2 separate regions of the Sus scrofa genome follow, and region 1 is linked to region 2. A link is a contact called in public HiChIP or PLAC-seq data. All regions are on one chromosome and are shown on one strand. Each heading gives the region's core, a stretch centred on a gene start, on an enhancer-like site or on the middle of the called end of the contact. The rest is flanking DNA. Distances are from core to core; before and after follow the strand shown.

What was found. HiChIP or PLAC-seq counts read pairs in DNA pulled down with a chosen protein or histone mark.
Region 1: an H3K27ac HiChIP or PLAC-seq map of skeletal muscle shows a contact between it and region 2. The contact joins two enhancer-like sites. A contact is called at or near these places in 9 of 47 Hi-C or Micro-C datasets (alveolar macrophages, embryonic fibroblasts, fetal skeletal muscle and 6 more) and 1 of 2 datasets of contacts at active chromatin or transcription factors (skeletal muscle).

The regions. Positions count from the first base shown.
Region 1 is chr1:9,309,527-9,312,696 of Sscrofa11.1, reverse strand. All of the region lies in intron 3 of LOC106506439 (a long non-coding RNA gene), which reads left to right. Among named protein-coding and RNA genes, the nearest start is that of SNX9, 72 kb to the right of the region's middle. Within about 2 kb of position 1,651, at least 39 of the 83 cell types and tissues checked have an H3K27ac peak or open chromatin away from gene starts, as enhancers often do. A contact at or near this core is called in embryonic fibroblasts, liver, retroperitoneal adipose tissue and 1 more, where this site is marked.
Region 2 is chr1:9,046,992-9,050,230 of Sscrofa11.1, reverse strand. It overlaps SYNJ2 (synaptojanin-2), which reads left to right. Exons shown (of 28, transcript XM_021086423.1): 8 at 2,253-2,425. Among named protein-coding and RNA genes, the nearest start is that of SYNJ2, 60 kb to the left of the region's middle. Within about 2 kb of position 1,395, at least 43 of the 83 cell types and tissues checked have an H3K27ac peak or open chromatin away from gene starts, as enhancers often do. A contact at or near this core is called in embryonic fibroblasts, liver, retroperitoneal adipose tissue and 1 more, where this site is marked.

The DNA.
Region 1 (3,170 bases), core at 402-2,901, 260 kb before region 2:
AGGGATGGAGCATCCTTGCATGTCTCCCTTGCAAGCCCGACGTGGCCCCTGACTCTAGAAAGACCTGGAATATTTCGAGAGTCTCCACCTTCAGAGAAACTCCAGACAGTACAGGGATGGGGGACGCGCCTCATCAGTTTCGTTCAATCGGACACCGTGTGTGCACAGAGACCCTCCGGTCAATGTTGCGTAACCGTAGCCTCATCAGTCATCTCTGATAAGAACAATCGTAATAAAAATATGATGAGGGCAACTATCATGGTCACGACGGTCGTCAGGACAAAAGCGGTAACAATTTTAGTTAAACAAGGAAATGGAAAATACGTACCTACTCAGAGCATTTCCCTCTGGGCCACTTGGGGGGGGGTGATTTAGCCTCCTTCTCCGCCTTGAGCATGTACAACTGCACTACCTGGGGAGGAAATTTGTAATTTTTAAAAACCATTTAAAAAATTGTTTGCACGGAGTTTCTGTCATGGCTCAGTGGTGAACGAATCCGACTAGGAACCATGAGGCTGCGGGTTTGATCCCAGGCCTCGCTCGGTGGGTTAAGGATCCGCCATTGCCATGAGCTGTGGTGTAGATGGCAGACACAGTTCGAATCCTGCGTTACTGTGGCTGTGGTGTAGGCCGGCGGCTACAGCTCTGATTCGACCCCTAGCCTGAGAACCTCCATATGCCGCGGGAGCGGCCTCAGAAAAGGCAAAAGGTCAAAAAAAAAAAAATGTGTTTGCTACGTTGTATCGGCGTCTTCCAGCAGAACTTCCAACTGGGAGTCAGGCTGAGAAAGCACAGCAGCTCGGCAGAGGCCTGCGGGAGGCGGCAGCTCAGGGGTCAGGGCAGGTTCTCGTGGGGCCGAACGGGTCAGAGATCCTCCAGGAGAGCAAGGTGGCTTTTCTAGACGCGTGTCCTCAGGAAGCCGACAGCTGAAGGCCAAGGGGAGATACAGAAAGCTGAGCCCGGAGGCTTCGCAAGTCTGGGGCAGAGGCTGGGTCAGCCAGGGCCTGGCCGCTCCCCTCAGGGCCTTGCGGCCTGGAACTGCTCCTTGCTGGACGGCTCCATCCCGCCTGATCCTCCCAAAGATTCAAACCAAAGATGTTTATCCCCGCATGAGGGCTCTGGGGGAAACGAACTCCAGGAGACTCTAGAATCTGGATTTTGCGAAACAGACAGCAACCCAGTTGAACCAGAAAGCCTTCTGTGCCTGCGCCATTCTGTGGTTTAAAATCTTGGGTCGGTTGCTGTTACTGAGTACACCTGGGATTGCAAATACCAAGTGGCTCAAATTTCAGTGAAACCCTCTCTCCACACACAGCCAAGCTGCCCACCTCCAGGGGGCACCCTTGGCCTTGCTTTCTGCCTGAGCAGTATTCTTTGTGTAATTCCAAGGGGCTCCATCCACATAGAATCTCACTGCTGGCGCCCCCTAGCGTTGTGCAGCATGTTAGCCCAGCTTCTTCCAATGGAGCCGCTTGGACAGCTCTTGGCAAAGGAACCGTCAGAAATTCCTCTCAGAAACTCCTGGCTGACTTTCCCTCACAGCCCATTGACAAGAACTGGGTCACTTGCCCGTTGCTGAATCACTGGCAAGCAGTGGAATTCCCAGTGTAATTTAGCTAATTAGGAATCACATGCCAGGGCTGTGGTCGGACCCACTTCCTCCCTGAAGCACATGATCCCCCAGTCCTGGGAGGAGGCGGATGGGGGGGGCTGGTGACCCAACAGCATCTGCCGCACTGTTTCTGTTTCTTTGTTCGTGTTTGCTTATTTCCTCTACTCTTCCATTATGGTTTATTACAAGATACTGCTTATAGTTGCCTGGGCTCTACAGCAGAACCTTGTAGTTTGCCTCTGCTGGTCCCAAACTGCCAATCTCTCCCTCCCCTATCCCCCTCCCCCTTGGCAACCGCAAGTCTTTTCTCTGTATCTGTGAGTTGTCTGTTTCATAACATTCATTTGCGCCATGCTTTGCTTCTAATCATCAGCGTTTCCTAAAAGATGGGGGCCAGGGTCCCCTAAAGCACCTGTCCAGTAAGGAGCATGGACTCCGGGAGGTGGGAGCCCCCCATGGTTAAAAGAATAAATACAGCAATTGTGGGAGAAAGATGTCACAGCTACCATCAGCCTCCCACAAAGTTCAGAGTGGCTCTCGCACACCCACTCTGTGCTGTCTGGGAGAACAAACGTCAGAGGCCGCTTGGATAGCCTGGCCGTGGCGGGATCTCTGCCGGAACACGGAGGCAATTTAAGAAGGGCCCAGGCTGTAGAATTAGGTGGACCTGAATTTGAATCCTGGTTTTGCCATTTACTAGCTAGGTAACATTAGAAATGTTATGCAGCTTCTCTAAGTTTTAGTTTAGAAGTAGAGATGATAACAGAGTTCCCTGGTGGCTCAATGGACTAAGAATCCCATGTTGTCACCGCTGTGGCTCAGGTCGCAGCTGTGGCATGGGTTCAAGTCCTGGCCCAGGAAATTCTGCATGCTGTGGGCATGGCAAAAAATAATGATAAACTTAAAATTTGTTTTAAAAAGTAGAGATGGAGTTCCCTTCGTGGTTCAGCAGTTAATGATCCCAACTAGCATCCATGAGGTTGTGGGTTCAATCCCTGGCCTTGCTCAGCAGGTTAAGGATCCGGCATTACCACAAGCTGTGGTGTAGGTCGCAGACACAGCTTGAATCTGGCGTTGCTGTGGCTGTGGTGTAGGCCGGCGGCTTTAGCTCCGACTCAACCCCTAGCCTGGGAACTTCCATATACCATGAGTGAGGCCCTAAAAAGCAAAATATGTAAATAAATAAATAAAAATTAAAAAGTGGAGATGATAATACCTACCTCATAAGATTGTTGTGAAGTTTTGTTTCCAGTAGATAATGTCTCTATGGGAGTTCCCCTTGGGGCTCAACAGAAATGAACCCAACTAGTATCCATGAGGATGCAGATTCGATCCCTGGCCTCACTTAGTTAAGGATCCAGCATTACTGGGAGCTGTGGTGTAGGTCATAGATGCCACTTGGATCTGGCGTTGCTGTACCTGTGATGTGGGCCGGCAGCTGTGGCTCCGATTCGCAACCCCTAGCCCGGGAACTTCCATAAGCCGCAGGTGAGGCCCTAAAAAAAATAATGTCTCTAGCACATAATAGGTCCTCATTCAATGACTCTCAAACTTTGAG
Region 2 (3,239 bases), core at 146-2,645:
TCTGGACGAATGTTCTTTTCGTTTTTAGTGTTAAGTTTTTAAATTACTCAATGAACTTTATTACATTTGGACTTGTACGATGATCATCATAACCCAATTTTATAGCATGTTTTTGTTCCAGCGCTCCCCATGGGGCATTGAGGACTCTGGACGGCGGGGCCTGTCCCTGGCTCTCTTAGATGCACGCGTGTGTGCGTGCATGTGCACACGTATGTTTGGGCTTCACCCTTGACCTGCTCAGGGACTTGGAGTTGCCTCCTTCCTTGCTGGTCTGGCTCAGCTGCTGACCAGCGGCTCCTGGCAGGTTCGTACCGACACCCACAGGGCACTGGTGCCTGAGTGGCTCTTCAGAGTCCCTGCTGGGTTTAAAGTGAGCCATCTTCCATGATTTCCTCCTGCTGACTTGGCGTCTTCAAATATTCCATTCTTGTTTGGGCTGCCCTGGAAAGCTGCTTCCTGTGCCCAGTGCTCTGTGGGCCCCCCGAGGCTTCCCGACACACGTCGGGGGAGGAAGCAGTAAGAGCAAGGCCCACCTTGCCCGCATCTCCGAGTCCCCACTGCTTCCGTGTGTTTTCAGCCCACTGTGGACAAAGCTGCAGAATGAGCTGTGGCCGTGGGCTCCACAGCTCTTTTCCAGCTGCTCAAAGCCACCGCTGGATGGGAAAAAAAGCCCTGTGGTTGTTGAGAGCTCAAGGGGGCCCCTCGTGGAGAGAATGTGAAGTCAGACTTCACTCCTGGGGAGTCCTGGCTCCTGGCCCGGGGAAGCTGAGTCCAGCTGGTGCTCATTTCCCTCTGCGGAGGAAAGCCACGTGCTTTCAGAGACGTTCTGGTGGCCAGTTTCATTTGGCCAGACCTGCTTTTCCTGTTTGGTTTGTTGCTATTGGCAACAAGCTTGAAAAGTCTCTCCCCTCCCACCCATCTTGGCAGCAGTGTTGGCAGCTTATTTTAAGGAAGAAAAAGAAAGGGAAAAAAAAAAAACCCTCAAGGATTTTTTTCCCCTTTGTGCCTTGATTTTGGGGAGGTGTCCTCAGCATCTCCCCATCAGCTGGTGGACCTCTGGGCAGGAAAGGTGGTGATGGCAGCAGGCCTGTGGCCCAGTGGGGGAGGGCAGGCTCCTGGGCAGGTAGGAGGTAAGAAGCAGATGCTACCTGGAAAGACCTGGGTCGTGGTCCTGACTGGGGTGTCCCCCGAAGGGAGCTCCCTCATCCTGTCAGCTCTGCCACACTGACGTGCCCACCGAGGTCCATGCACCAGCAGCCAGCCTCTGACCACAGAGACCAGGTATTTGCTCCAGAATATGAAGCCACCAAGCGCATGCTTCAGCTGGGCTGACTCTTCCACACAGCGAGACCTTCCTGATGACGGCGGCTGCGTGTTGATCTGCAGTCTGGTGCCTGGGGAGTCACAGGAACCAGATGGCCCAGAGCCCTTCTAGTCAGTGACCCTGGCTGGCAATGCTGGACAAGCCTGACCTGAAGCCACGCAGGAGGATCTGGTGGGCGGCCGAGGGCAGGTGCCCTGGGAAAGCGGGGTTCGTCCTTTGCCATGGGGGCCGCCTGGTCAGAGTGCTGAGGGCTTGCTGGCTGAGGTGCTCTGGGTGGAAGGGAGACCTCTGCCAGGACGCCTCGCCTGCCTGGAATCCACCTGCCATGTTTCTCCATCTCTGGCTCGGCCTTTGCTCCAGCTCCCAGGCTGGACCTGGGCCCAGGCGGGGGGCAGGGCTGCTGGCCCTGAGCCCCATCTCCCCGACCCTGGAGCTCCATTGGGCGGCACCTCCCCTCATGGGGTGGCCTGGAGGTGTGCTGGCTGGGGGCCTTGGCTGCTCCTGAGCACACCCTCCCGGAGGCTTGGCTGGTCACTAGGGCAACGGGAGCTGGATTATGAGCTCCGCAGCCTGGGGCACTGCCCTGTACCTGGAGCGCCCATGGCCCTCAGGTGCCTGCAGAACAGAGCAGTCCTTCCCCGTCAGCACCCTCGGTAGAGCCCCGAGGGAGGTGATGTCGGTGCGGGGCCCTGGGCGCCCCCGGGGAGCCACGCCTGCTCTGACCGTCCTGTCCAGCGTGGACCCTCTTCCCTCCTGCAGGCAGGACACTGTTTGTGGTTTTGTCCCCAGGGTCTTTGTTCTGCGCTGCCCTTTCCGGGTCAGGGCTGGTCAGTGGGTCCACCGAAGGCCTTCCAGCTCTCCCCCGTGCTCTGTCACACGGCACGGTCCGCACTCAGGTGTCCTGCCACCCTCTCCCTTCCCCTTCCAGAAGCTGCTCTGGGCTTCCTGCCACGCCGGCGACACACCTATGATAAACTTTGACTTGCATCAGTTTGCTAAAGGCGGGAAGCTAGAGAAATTGGAGAACCTGCTGAGGCCCCAGTTGAAGCTGCACTGGGATGACTTTGATGTGTTCACCACGGGCGAGAATGTAAGTCCACGGTGAGTCTCGCTGCGTCTGGTCCTCCCGCTGGGGGAGCGCGTGCCCGCCCTCGCGGCTCCGGGGCTCCGGGCTCCGCGATGTCAGCCCGTCGGGCTCCAGCTTCTCCTCTCCCTTCCTGCCGTGCGGCGTGCTTGTCAATGTTGGGAGTTGATGATAAGTCATGGTTTTCAGGCAAAATACACATAGTAATGCAGGGGCCTCGGTGAAACGGTGCGGCCTTGGGACCGCATAACTTATCATGCACACTGTGAGAAAACCGGGAAGAGGGAGAGGGGACACAGCTGGCACAAACCCAGGTGACCAAGGAAACAGATGTGGATTTCTCTGTTCCGAGGGGAGAGAGGAAGGAAATCCCATTTCCCGAATCAGTGCAGTGAATCCTCGTTACTTGCAGATTCCGGATTTACAAATTTGCCCGCTTGCTCGAGTTTATCTGCGAGCCTCAAACCAAGTTCCTGGAGCGCTCTGGGTCATCCGCAGGGCTCAGAAGGGTGACGATGCGAGGCGCCCGCTGTGCACGTTTCCGGCTGAGGTGGGGCCAGCGCACTTGGCCTTGTTTCCCTCCCTCTGGAGACGGGTGTCCCCACACCCTCTAGTTAGGGCCACTTTTTCACTTTTTTGTGCATTTTGTTCATGACTTTACTGTTCAAATGCACCCAGGTCTGGTGCTAAGTGCTCTCCAGGGTCCTGAGCGCAAGAAGCTGGGACTTGTCTCACCGAGAAAGTACGTGGGTTCAAGAGGCTTCGTTCAGACGAGCGTTACCGTGCTGACGGCCGAGACGTCATCGTGAACGAATCAACAGTGTATATTAA